Linked DNA regions of Oryctolagus cuniculus: region 2 is linked to region 1. Evidence: chromatin contacts called from public Micro-C data. All regions are on one chromosome and are shown on one strand. Each heading gives the region's core, a stretch centred on a gene start, on an enhancer-like site or on the middle of the called end of the contact. The rest is flanking DNA. Distances are from core to core; before and after follow the strand shown. Region 1 holds the start of RPS27A (ribosomal protein S27a). Region 2 holds the start of RTN4 (reticulon 4).

Region 1 (4,474 bases), core at 1,787-4,286:
TTCCCTTGTACTACAGACAGCAAACCTCCCACTGGAACCCCCTCCCCCTCAAGATACTTCAGATTTCTTGTGTGTCAGATGCATGTTGTAGACTCTGGGAAGGTAGAGTCTCAACTAGGGAGCAAGGAAGAATGGGACTGCTGGCATCAAGTGAGCAGAGGCCAGGGATGCTGGCAGCCCCCCAGATATCTGACCCAAAGTGTCTACTGTGGGGATGTCACCTCAAGAAACTGGCAGAAATACCAGAAAGCAAATATTTAGCACAACTCAATGTCTCCCTGCCAAAATTTAGTAGTTTAAGTTTACTATGAAAACACCAAGATCTTTCGATCTTCACACTTAAGCACCACAGAGGCACTGCCAAACACTGGGACCATCATTTCAAAGTTCAAAAACCAGTAGCTAAAGCACTGCAGTAAAATTCACAGGCAAGTATGTTAACATCTTTTATTAACTCCTCATATACAGTTACTTGTCTTCTGGTTTGTTGAAGCAGTAAGTCAGACAGCATTTGCCACAGTAATGTCTGTCGAAGTGGCTGGCCATGAACACGCCAGCACCACATTCATCTGAAGGGCACTCGCGACGCAGCCGACTGATCTTGCCGTTCTCATCCACCTGAAAGCACAAACCTGCTGTTAAGAGAACTTCCCCAGCACATCCTAAAGTCTACGTGACTGAGAACACTGAGCCTCTTCTAATACACAATGCAGGCAGCTTAGTGCTTATAAACCCACATCCAGAAGTCTCGGGACCTCTTCCATTGAAGTCAGTGTCCAGCTGTGCACAAGCGCTTACGCTAAGTCCAGAACTGACATACAACAGACTCAGAACCTTCATTTGGAGCAGGCAGCTAGAGCTGAGCTGCATTACAGAAGCTCATTCAAATACCAAAGGGGGAGAGAAAACTATTTTTAAACTGTCATTTTTGGAATACTCCACTCAAGCAAAAGTGGTTATACTGGATATTCAAATCTGCTCACTCCATAAGAAAATACCGATATATTACAAAGAAAATTGTTTCCAACAAACCCTGACTTCACTGAAAGTCTCCCCATCACTTTCAAGTGGCTCACCTTATAGTACTTCAGGACAGCCAGCTTAACCTTCTTTCTCTTATGCTTATTCTTCTTGGGAGTGGTGTAAGACTTCTTCTTCCTTTTCTTGGCACCCCCACGAAGTCTCAACACAAGGTGAAGAGTAGACTCCTGTGTGTAACAGAACCAAACAGCTTCCATAGTGCAATGAGAATGGACAACCAGCGTCACACACCTTCTAGTTAAGTGCAGACAGCACACAATACCACCTGAGAGGGATCCCCCACTCCCGAGTATGTGGTTCTTGGTTAGTTTTCAGAAATTAAAAGTATTAAATCATACCATGGGGTGTCAAACCGACTACAAGAAACTACACCAGTGCTCCTGTGACACCTCAGAATCTGATCTGTTTTCCCCACCTTTACATAGCAAATTTCCAAAACAGGGTTTTTTTGTTTTTTGTTTGTTTTTTTTTTGTTTGTTTGTTTTTAAATGGGCTACTCCTTTCCCCAAACGTTACCTTTTGAATGTTGTAGTCAGATAAAGTCCGTCCATCTTCCAGTTGCTTGCCAGCAAAAATCAGTCTTTGCTGATCAGGAGGAATTCCTAATGAAGTTCACAAAACAAAACAAAAAACACAAAAAAACCAAGATGGTAGAACAGTGTCATTTGCCCAGGTTTACAAGTAATCCTGAACTAAATAAATGGTACCAACAGCTGACCCCAACCACTATTGCAGGTCAGGCACAATTTTAAGTGTTTACATATTTCCATCACATTATTTGTTAATTTTGTAAATTTCCTTTTACACACAGCACAGGTAACAGGTCTAGAGAACTAAGTAACTTGACAAAATTCACTCATGTGGAATCACTGCAAAGATTCCAGTCATGCAGCTCGGCTCCGTGCTCACAAGCTTGTGTCTACTATGTCATTTCACAATAAACCGAGGGCACTGTTACTTAAAAAGTTTTTTAGCCGGGTTACCTGATCTCATCCCACCCCACCAGGAGCCATCAGTGTGTCTGGCTCCTACACCCAGGTTAGTTTTCCTGAGCTATCAAATACTACTTGCCTTCCTTATCCTGGATTTTGGCTTTTACATTTTCTATTGTATCCGAGGGTTCAACCTAAAAGTTGTGAAATGCAAGCATGTTGGTTACACAAAGAAAAAAACCACTGGAATAAAAACGCATTTAGTTCCATTTGACTGTTAGCACTGAGCCAGGCTGGGTGGGCAACCTTTCCAAACTACGACCGGGAAGCAGAGCCGGCTCCTTGCCCCAGCCGAGACCGGGCGGCGGCCCCCGGCCCCACGTGCTCACGCCGGCCAGCGAGGAGCGCCTCATTGCCACCGCCGGGCCTCTGCTGCGGCTGGCCGGCCGGGACCACCGAGGGCAAGTCCCGACACTAACGAAAGTCAGGCCCCGGGCCCTTGCTCGGCAAAACCACCCGCATTCGGAGCACGGCTTCAGAACCGCAATTCCCAGGCATTCTCGAAAAGCTGGAACACAGCGCCCGTCCCGCAATACCACCCCAAGTCCTCATTCAGGCCCGGGCTTTCTCTCGCACCACCCGATCGTACCTCGAGCGTGATGGTCTTCCCCGTAAGGGTTTTCACGAAGATCTGCATCCTGGTGGCGGGCCCACCTGCGCTGAAGGAAAAGAAGAACCCGATTAGACCTGGGACACAGGAGCACGACAGCGCCCAGGCCCCTGGCCTGAGAGCGGCACCAGAGCACACACTCACCGCAGATGGCGGATCGAAAAGGAAGAGCGCCGCCGGCCCACGGGGTTTCCCGGCACCCCCGCCGAAGGCCCCGCCTCTTAGGCGGCCACACCAGATGCCTGAGCCCTGATACAGCGGGTGCCTAGCCATTTGCCGTATTGCATCGTGACTCTCACGTCTTCCTAGCCTGCGCTTATTTCTGACAGTCACCTTCAGAATGCTCTCAAGACGGTGTATTTAAAATTTTAAAATGGTTTTAAAAGGCTTTTCCCATACAGTCAACGTGGCTGGGAGGGTCTTTAACAGGAGGCGGGCTCGGGGGAGAGGCCCCACTGGAGAGGCAGAAGGAAACGGAGGTGCATTCTGGGAATTGTAGTTTTCTGATGCTCTCCTCTAGCTAGGACTGCTTGTCCCAAGATGCAGTTCCACACCCTGGGTTCCTTAGTTACTATGTGCAAGTACTGGATATGGTGTTTGGAGAAAGGGCTTCAGGTGAGGACGCGAGAAGGCATGAGGCAGAGTAATGGTTAGGGCGGGGTGGGAACGAGCCGGAAATGACTAGGAGGGAAACCTTAAGGGGCAGGACAGGAACGCCGGGCGGGAAAGCGTCCTTCACCCACTCACAGAGGCAGCTGTCTGCCAGCCGATCCCTGGGCTTCCAGGGGAGGAAATCCTTGGGGCCGAGTCCAGGCAAACGGGAAAATAGGAAGTCCTAAAAATCTCTGCCGTCAGCCCTTACGTTTCTTAGCCTCAGGAAGATTCTGGCTTTTGCACCACTCTGAAACGGTTTAATCTGCTGAGAATCTCTGTAGTTTTCAAAAGGTGTTTTTTTCTTGGGCCCTCCCTCCTCCGCTGCTTCCCCAAGCCCATTAGTAGGGAGCTGGATGGAAGTGGAGCAGCCGGGACTGGAACCGGAGCGCAAATGGGATGCACCAGTCGCAGGCAGTGGCCTACCCCTCCTGCGCTTCAACGCCGGCCCCTGCGGTTTTCAGCTGTTAACACGAAGACACTGCAAAGAAGCCTGCAGAGTGGTTATTTGGTTACAGAATTTCTAAGTTTGGACGTTGAGTGAATTGGTGAAGGCCCTGAGAGGATGCCCGAATAGGTTCTGAGCCCGAATGGGGTGCTCTAGGGGCCAGGCAGGCCAAGTGGGAGCCGCTGGGTCCTCCCGGCCTTTTCTCCACTGCGCAAACCAGAGACTTTGCTAGTGTGCTTAGTGTCTTCTATGCGAGGAGCTGTACTTGGTTAGTAAGAGAAGAGCTCCTTTCTTCCTCAAACACACGTTGTTTGGATCAATATCTGATTTAATTTTGTTAAAGCTTTGTACTAATTTATGTTCTTTTTTCCCCCCTTTCAGGCTTATCACAGTTTTACTTTATTGCAAAAGCAGGTCACGACTTAAAGTTTCTCTGGTGAACAAGTGTGCGGATTGTGACTTATGTCAGTCCAAGAAATAAATAAACATGCAGTTCTCCCTCCTATCATTAGTAGCAGTGACAAGGAATTTTTGGAAAATATGCAAAGATACATAATTACAGAAACGGAAAGAGTGGGCTGTAATGAGGAAGGACCTGCTGATGAGTATTACATCATATACCGCAATGTTTTTGATAAGGTATCATAATCCTTTTAAGACGAGGAAGTGTTCCTGAGGGTGGAAATTAACTGTCTTGGCAACCAGCACTCCTGCCTGGCTTGCACCCCTGCG
Region 2 (5,074 bases), core at 733-3,232, 160 kb after region 1:
TTTTTTTTTTTTTTTGACAGGCAGAGTGGACAGCGAGAGAGACAGAGAGGAAGGTCTTCCTTTGCCTTTGGTTCTCCCTCCAATGGCCGGTGCGGCCAGTGCGCTGCGGCTGGCGCACCGCACTGATCCGAAGCCAGGAGCCAGGTACTGGGGTGCAGGGCCCATGCACTTGGGCCATCCTCCACTGCACTCCCTGGCCATAGCAGAGAGCTGGCCTGGAAGAGGGGCAACTGGGACAGAATCTGGCGCCCCCACCGGGACTAGAACCCGGTGTGCCGGCACCGCAAGGTGGAGGATTAGCCTGTTGAGCCGTGGCGCCGGCCAGCCATAAACATCTTTACAATATCCTACAAGCTTCTTTAAAAAGAAATGATTAAAATTAAATAATATACAAATCCCAGTATATCTAAAATGTTTCAGTATCTAACCAATATAAACTGATATTTTTATATCTTTTGTACTCTTTAAACTTTTTTTGAAATTTTTATCTGGCAGGGAGAGAGAAATAGGGGGAAGGACAGAGAGAGTGCACATATAAGACAGTACCCCCATCTGCTTATTCACTCCTCTAATGCCTGCAACCGTCAGGGCCAGGCCCAGCTGAGACCAGGAACTCAGGGACCCAAGTACTTAAGCCCTCACCTGCTGCCTCCCAGGTGTGTGTGCATTAGCAGGAAGCTGGATAGGAGGCAGAGCTGGGATGAACCAGGCATTCTGATACAGCACATGCAAGTTTCAAGTAGGGACTGACAGCTGCACCACAATGCCAGGCACTGGTACTAACTCCTGAAATCCAGTGTGTGTTTTACATTTATGCATCTCATTTCAGGCATTTGGAGTGCTCACTAGCCACAAGGAGCTGGTTACTAAACATTGGATAGGGAAGGTTTAGACTGTGAACAACTTGAAAAGCAGGTATCCCCCTCTCCAGAGTAGGCCTGTGGCCGCTGGTTTGGACAGGTGATCAGGAAAAGAAAAGGCATTCCAGAACCTCTGCAGAGATGCTGATTCTTAGATGCAGTGCAACCATTTACTTTAAACTGTTGTTCTGGGAAAAGTGAAATGGGGAACATGCTTATTACTGTATCTTAAACCAAGAAGCACCAGTTTCCTGGCTCCCAGAAAGCCTGAATCATCTGAAGTGTTGACTCACCGAGCCCAAGGTGATTGAACTGTAATGTGAACCAAAATTGCCTTCCAAGGCGTCTTTCTCTTTCCATTTTCCTCTCTGCCCTCCCTCCCTCTCTCATTTTGGATGACTCATTCTCCTACCATGTAGAGTCCAGCAGCAGGAGAGCCCCAAATCCTCTTTGGAAGAACAGCTGACTTTCAGCCCCAGACAGCCACATGATCTAGCACAGCTCTGCCTTGCCCTCCTCATTTTAGGGTCTGCATTTAGACTGGGAGTGAGCCTAGAGCGGTCTTTGTTTTCCTTTCAGGGTGGTGGTGGTAGTCGTGATGTGTGATGGGGAATTTAAGTTTGGAAACATACAATCTTTCATTTCAGAATCTTTTAAAATCCGTAGGGCCAACATCCCAGGCCTCTTTGTACCTTTCTCCACTTTGGTTTTTTTCCTTTCCGGGGAGGAAAGTTTCCACCCCTAGTCCCCCAGGATAACGCCCTTCCGGTGGCGCGCCAGGAACCGCTTTGACCCCTCCCAGCCAGCGGCCCGTCCCTTTAGCAGTGCTCTAACAGACCGACCTCCAGTTGCGGGCAAGGCCAAGCCCCCCACCCCAATCCACATCTACCCAACGTGGAGGGCGGAGTGCCCATCTCCAAGCCCCGCCCACCGAACTCAACCCCAGCCGGTAAGAAAGAGGAAGTGCACGGAGCCCCACCCACTCTCAGCTCTCTCCCTTTCCATCGGGCCGGCCGGCTGCCCATCTTCTCTATCCCGCAGCCTATTGGCGCTTTCCCTCCCGCGCCAGTCCCTACCCTCCCCGCCGAGGAGGAGGGTGAGTCACGCCAAACTGGGCGGAGAGTCTGCTGGCCTCTCTCCTTCGCTCGTCTGGGCGGCGGCGGCGGCAACGGGGGGACGGGCGGGTGGCGCATCACGGGCGCGGAGGCAGGAGGAGCAGTCTCATTGTTCCGGGAGCCGTCGCCACTGCAGGTCCCTCGGCTCCGTGGGCTCGGCCCCTCTCAGTCTTCCCCAACCCCCACAACCGCCCGCGGCTCTGAGGAGAAGCGGCCCCGGCGGCGGCAGCAGCTGCAGCAGCATCTCCGGCCCGCCAACCATGGAAGACCTGGACCAGTCGCCGCTGGTCTCCTCGTCTGCGGACAGCCCGCCCCGGCCTCCACCCGCCTTCAAGTACCAGTTCGTGAGGGAGCCGGAGGACGAGGAGGAGGAGGACGAGGAGGAAGAGGAGGACGAGGACGAAGACCTGGAGGAGCTGGAGGTGCTAGAGAGGAAGCCCGCCGCCGGGCTGTCCGCGGCGCCGGTGCCCACCGCTCCCACCGCTCCCGCCGGCGCGCCCCTGCTGGACTTCGGGAATGACTTCGTGCCCCCGGCGCCCCGGGGACCCCTGCCGGCCGCGCCCCCAGCCGCCTCGGAGCGGCAGCCGCTTTGGGACCCGAGCCCGGCGTCGTCCGTGCCTGCGCCGTCGCCGCCGGCCGCTGCCGCAGTCTCGCCCTCCAAGCTCCCCGAGGACGACGAGCCTCCGGCGCGGCCGCCCCCGCCTCCCCCGGCCGACGTGAGCCCCCAGGCCGAGCCCGCGTGGACCCCGCCCGCCCCGGCCCCCACCGCGCCCCCCTCCACCCCGGCCGCGCCCAAGCGCAGGGGCTCCTCGGGCTCCGTGGGTGAGTGCCGCGCCCTCCCGCCGCGCGCCCCTCCCTCTTTTGTGTGCATTCCCCGCTGCCTCTGGCTGGGCCTTCTCCCCACCCGGAGGGGGCTTTGTCTGCCAACGTCGGGGCGATGGCGCCCCCCCTGGTGGGAGGCGCGGGGGAGAAGGGTGGGGCGGCCGCAGACGCCCGGGCGGGTTCTTTATTGTCTGGCTTTCGGGGAACACGTGCACCGCACCCCGCGCCCACGTTCTGGCCTCCGTTCGTTCGGCGGCGTTCCACTGCGTCCCGGAAGTTAGGCACCCACCGCTGGTGGGAGCTGGGTGTGTAAGGAGGAGCTGGGGTTGTGGCTTCGTTGGCCTGCTGCGGCTGCGGCTCCGAGGGGAGGGTGGGGCGCCCTGATCTTTTTATGAGGGGCTTTTGCCTCCCCGTCTGGGTTGCTGTAGGCGCGAGGTCCAGTGTCGCCCCGGGCTTGTGTGACTGCGTTCGGCCGCGGGCATCCTCCTCGCCCCCGCCCGACCTGGCGTGGGTGGCCCCCTTGGGCTTCACCCCCTCCCTCTCCTCTGGGCGCTTCTGGGGAGCTGGCCGAATGGAAAACGTCCACACTGACCCAACTGCGGTGAAGGGAGAGCGCCTCCAGTGGTTTGGGGCTGCGAGCAGCGGGGAGGACGGAGTCGGGCGAAGTCCTGCCGCCGCCCAGCTCACCCGACCGTAATGCAGCTTCCCACCGGAGACAGAGCCAGGGCGCGGGCATCTGGGCTTCTTGTGCCGAGGGGGCGCGGTTCTGCGGGGTCCCCCCTGCAGGCTTTAAGGAGGAGGAATTGCTTCTTGTTGGTGTGCACGGGCTTAGCCTTTTAATGCATCAGATAAAAAGGCAAAATGGTTGACATTCTTAAACAGTGAGAACCTGTGGATTCTATCTCGAGAAATGGCTAATTGAACTTGGGGCAGATTTATCTTGAGACTTAGCGAAATGACTTAGAGATATTTTCATTTATTGGTTAGAAATACTTTTTTTGGCATGTATGTTTTAGATTGACAAAATATGTAAAATAGTTTTCAAGACTTTCATATACATGAATATGTGGTTGTATTTTTTTGTTGTTGTTGTTTTTAGGAACATTGTTTTATTGCCCTTTTCATCTTGGAAAATTATTTTGGAAGGGAGGAAATCAAGTCTCCTTAGAAATTTAAACGCATCTTACAAGATGTATTCTTAAGTAGTTTGTTTTGCTACACAAAGTGTCCCACTGGCAATAAGGCCTTTCTTTTCCTTTTTTTTTCCTAAAGATATATTTAATTCCTTGAAAGAGCCACAGAGAGGGGGTAAGATATAGAGGTAGACCTTTCTTTGTGTGTGAAGGAGTAGCTGCCTGCTGAGAAGTTTTCATAGCTTGTAAGATTGTAAAGGTTCATTTCCTAGAAAATGTCAGTCTGAGATCACAGAATATTTATTTTCTTCAATTCATTACTCCACAATGGGGAAAATAAGTCCATTGTGATATTTTTGAATAACACTTTGATATTTATGTACCCCCCAAGGCACTACTCAGAACAGTTACCACTACAGTAAAGCTCTTGCAAGATCTTAGAGGAAGAATAACTCAGCTGTTTCTTTTTCTGTATATAAAAAAAATTTGAAAGAAAGTGAGATAGAAATATATAAAGAATGAAGACATTTTCAAACGGGGCATTTAGTGATTGACTTGTCACCATGTGTTTCTGCATGGAAACAAAGAGAAGAGTTCTGTTCTTGGAACATGGGGGATTTAAGTGGTTACAGCAGCCTCTTGGAATCTTGACTGTTGGAATCCTAAATTTAGAAGACAAAGGAGAGAGAATATTGCCCACTCAGGGATTCTGTGTAATTCTATATTGAGGATACCTATTTGGAAGCTTAAATTCCATTAGTGTGTCATGATTATGGTCATGAATAGTTAAACCATGCTATTGTGTCTAGATTTTTTTTAATGCTGTGAAGAGTTTGTTCATTAATTCAGCCTGTTATTGATTACCTAAGAGACAGGCATTGCACTGGGCTTGGGTATAGCGATAATAAGCACAACACATGTGTTTCCATTGGGGATAGTACTGATTATAAGCATATAAATAAAGAATTCAGAATACTGGTGTGAGGAAAGTAAACAGAACAGTGGCATTGAGCATGGTTGAGGCTTCTTTATGCCTTTCTGAGAATTCAAGATTTGAGCCTTAGAGATCAAAAATTTCCAAACACTAAGACAGAAGCCCTGAGGCAGGCAGTTGTGAGCTCCTTATGTGTTTGAGTGTCTGTTA

What was found. A called contact is a pair of places that touch in the nucleus more often than the background predicts.
Region 2: a contact with region 1 is called in a Micro-C map of ear pinna, with 7 times the contacts expected there. The contact joins the promoter of RTN4 here to the promoter of RPS27A in region 1. A contact is called at or near these places in 3 of 6 Hi-C or Micro-C datasets (ear pinna, psoas muscle and skin fibroblasts).

What each region holds. Positions count from the first base shown.
Region 1 is chr2:147,359,634-147,364,107 of mOryCun1.1, forward strand. It overlaps RPS27A (ribosomal protein S27a), which reads right to left and starts at 3,037. Exons shown (of 6, transcript XM_051842885.2): 1 at 2,788-3,037; 2 at 2,623-2,687; 3 at 2,113-2,167; 4 at 1,558-1,643; 5 at 1,077-1,208; 6 at 434-618. The coding sequence starts at 2,670. The coding sequence ends at 469. It overlaps CLHC1 (clathrin heavy chain linker domain containing 1), which reads left to right and starts at 3,130. Exons shown (of 12, transcript XM_051842880.2): 1 at 3,130-3,258; 2 at 4,124-4,381. The coding sequence starts at 4,205.
Region 2 is chr2:147,522,690-147,527,763 of mOryCun1.1, forward strand. RTN4 (reticulon 4) reads left to right here and starts at 1,983. Exons shown (of 9, transcript XM_070069112.1): 1 at 1,983-2,797. The coding sequence starts at 2,236.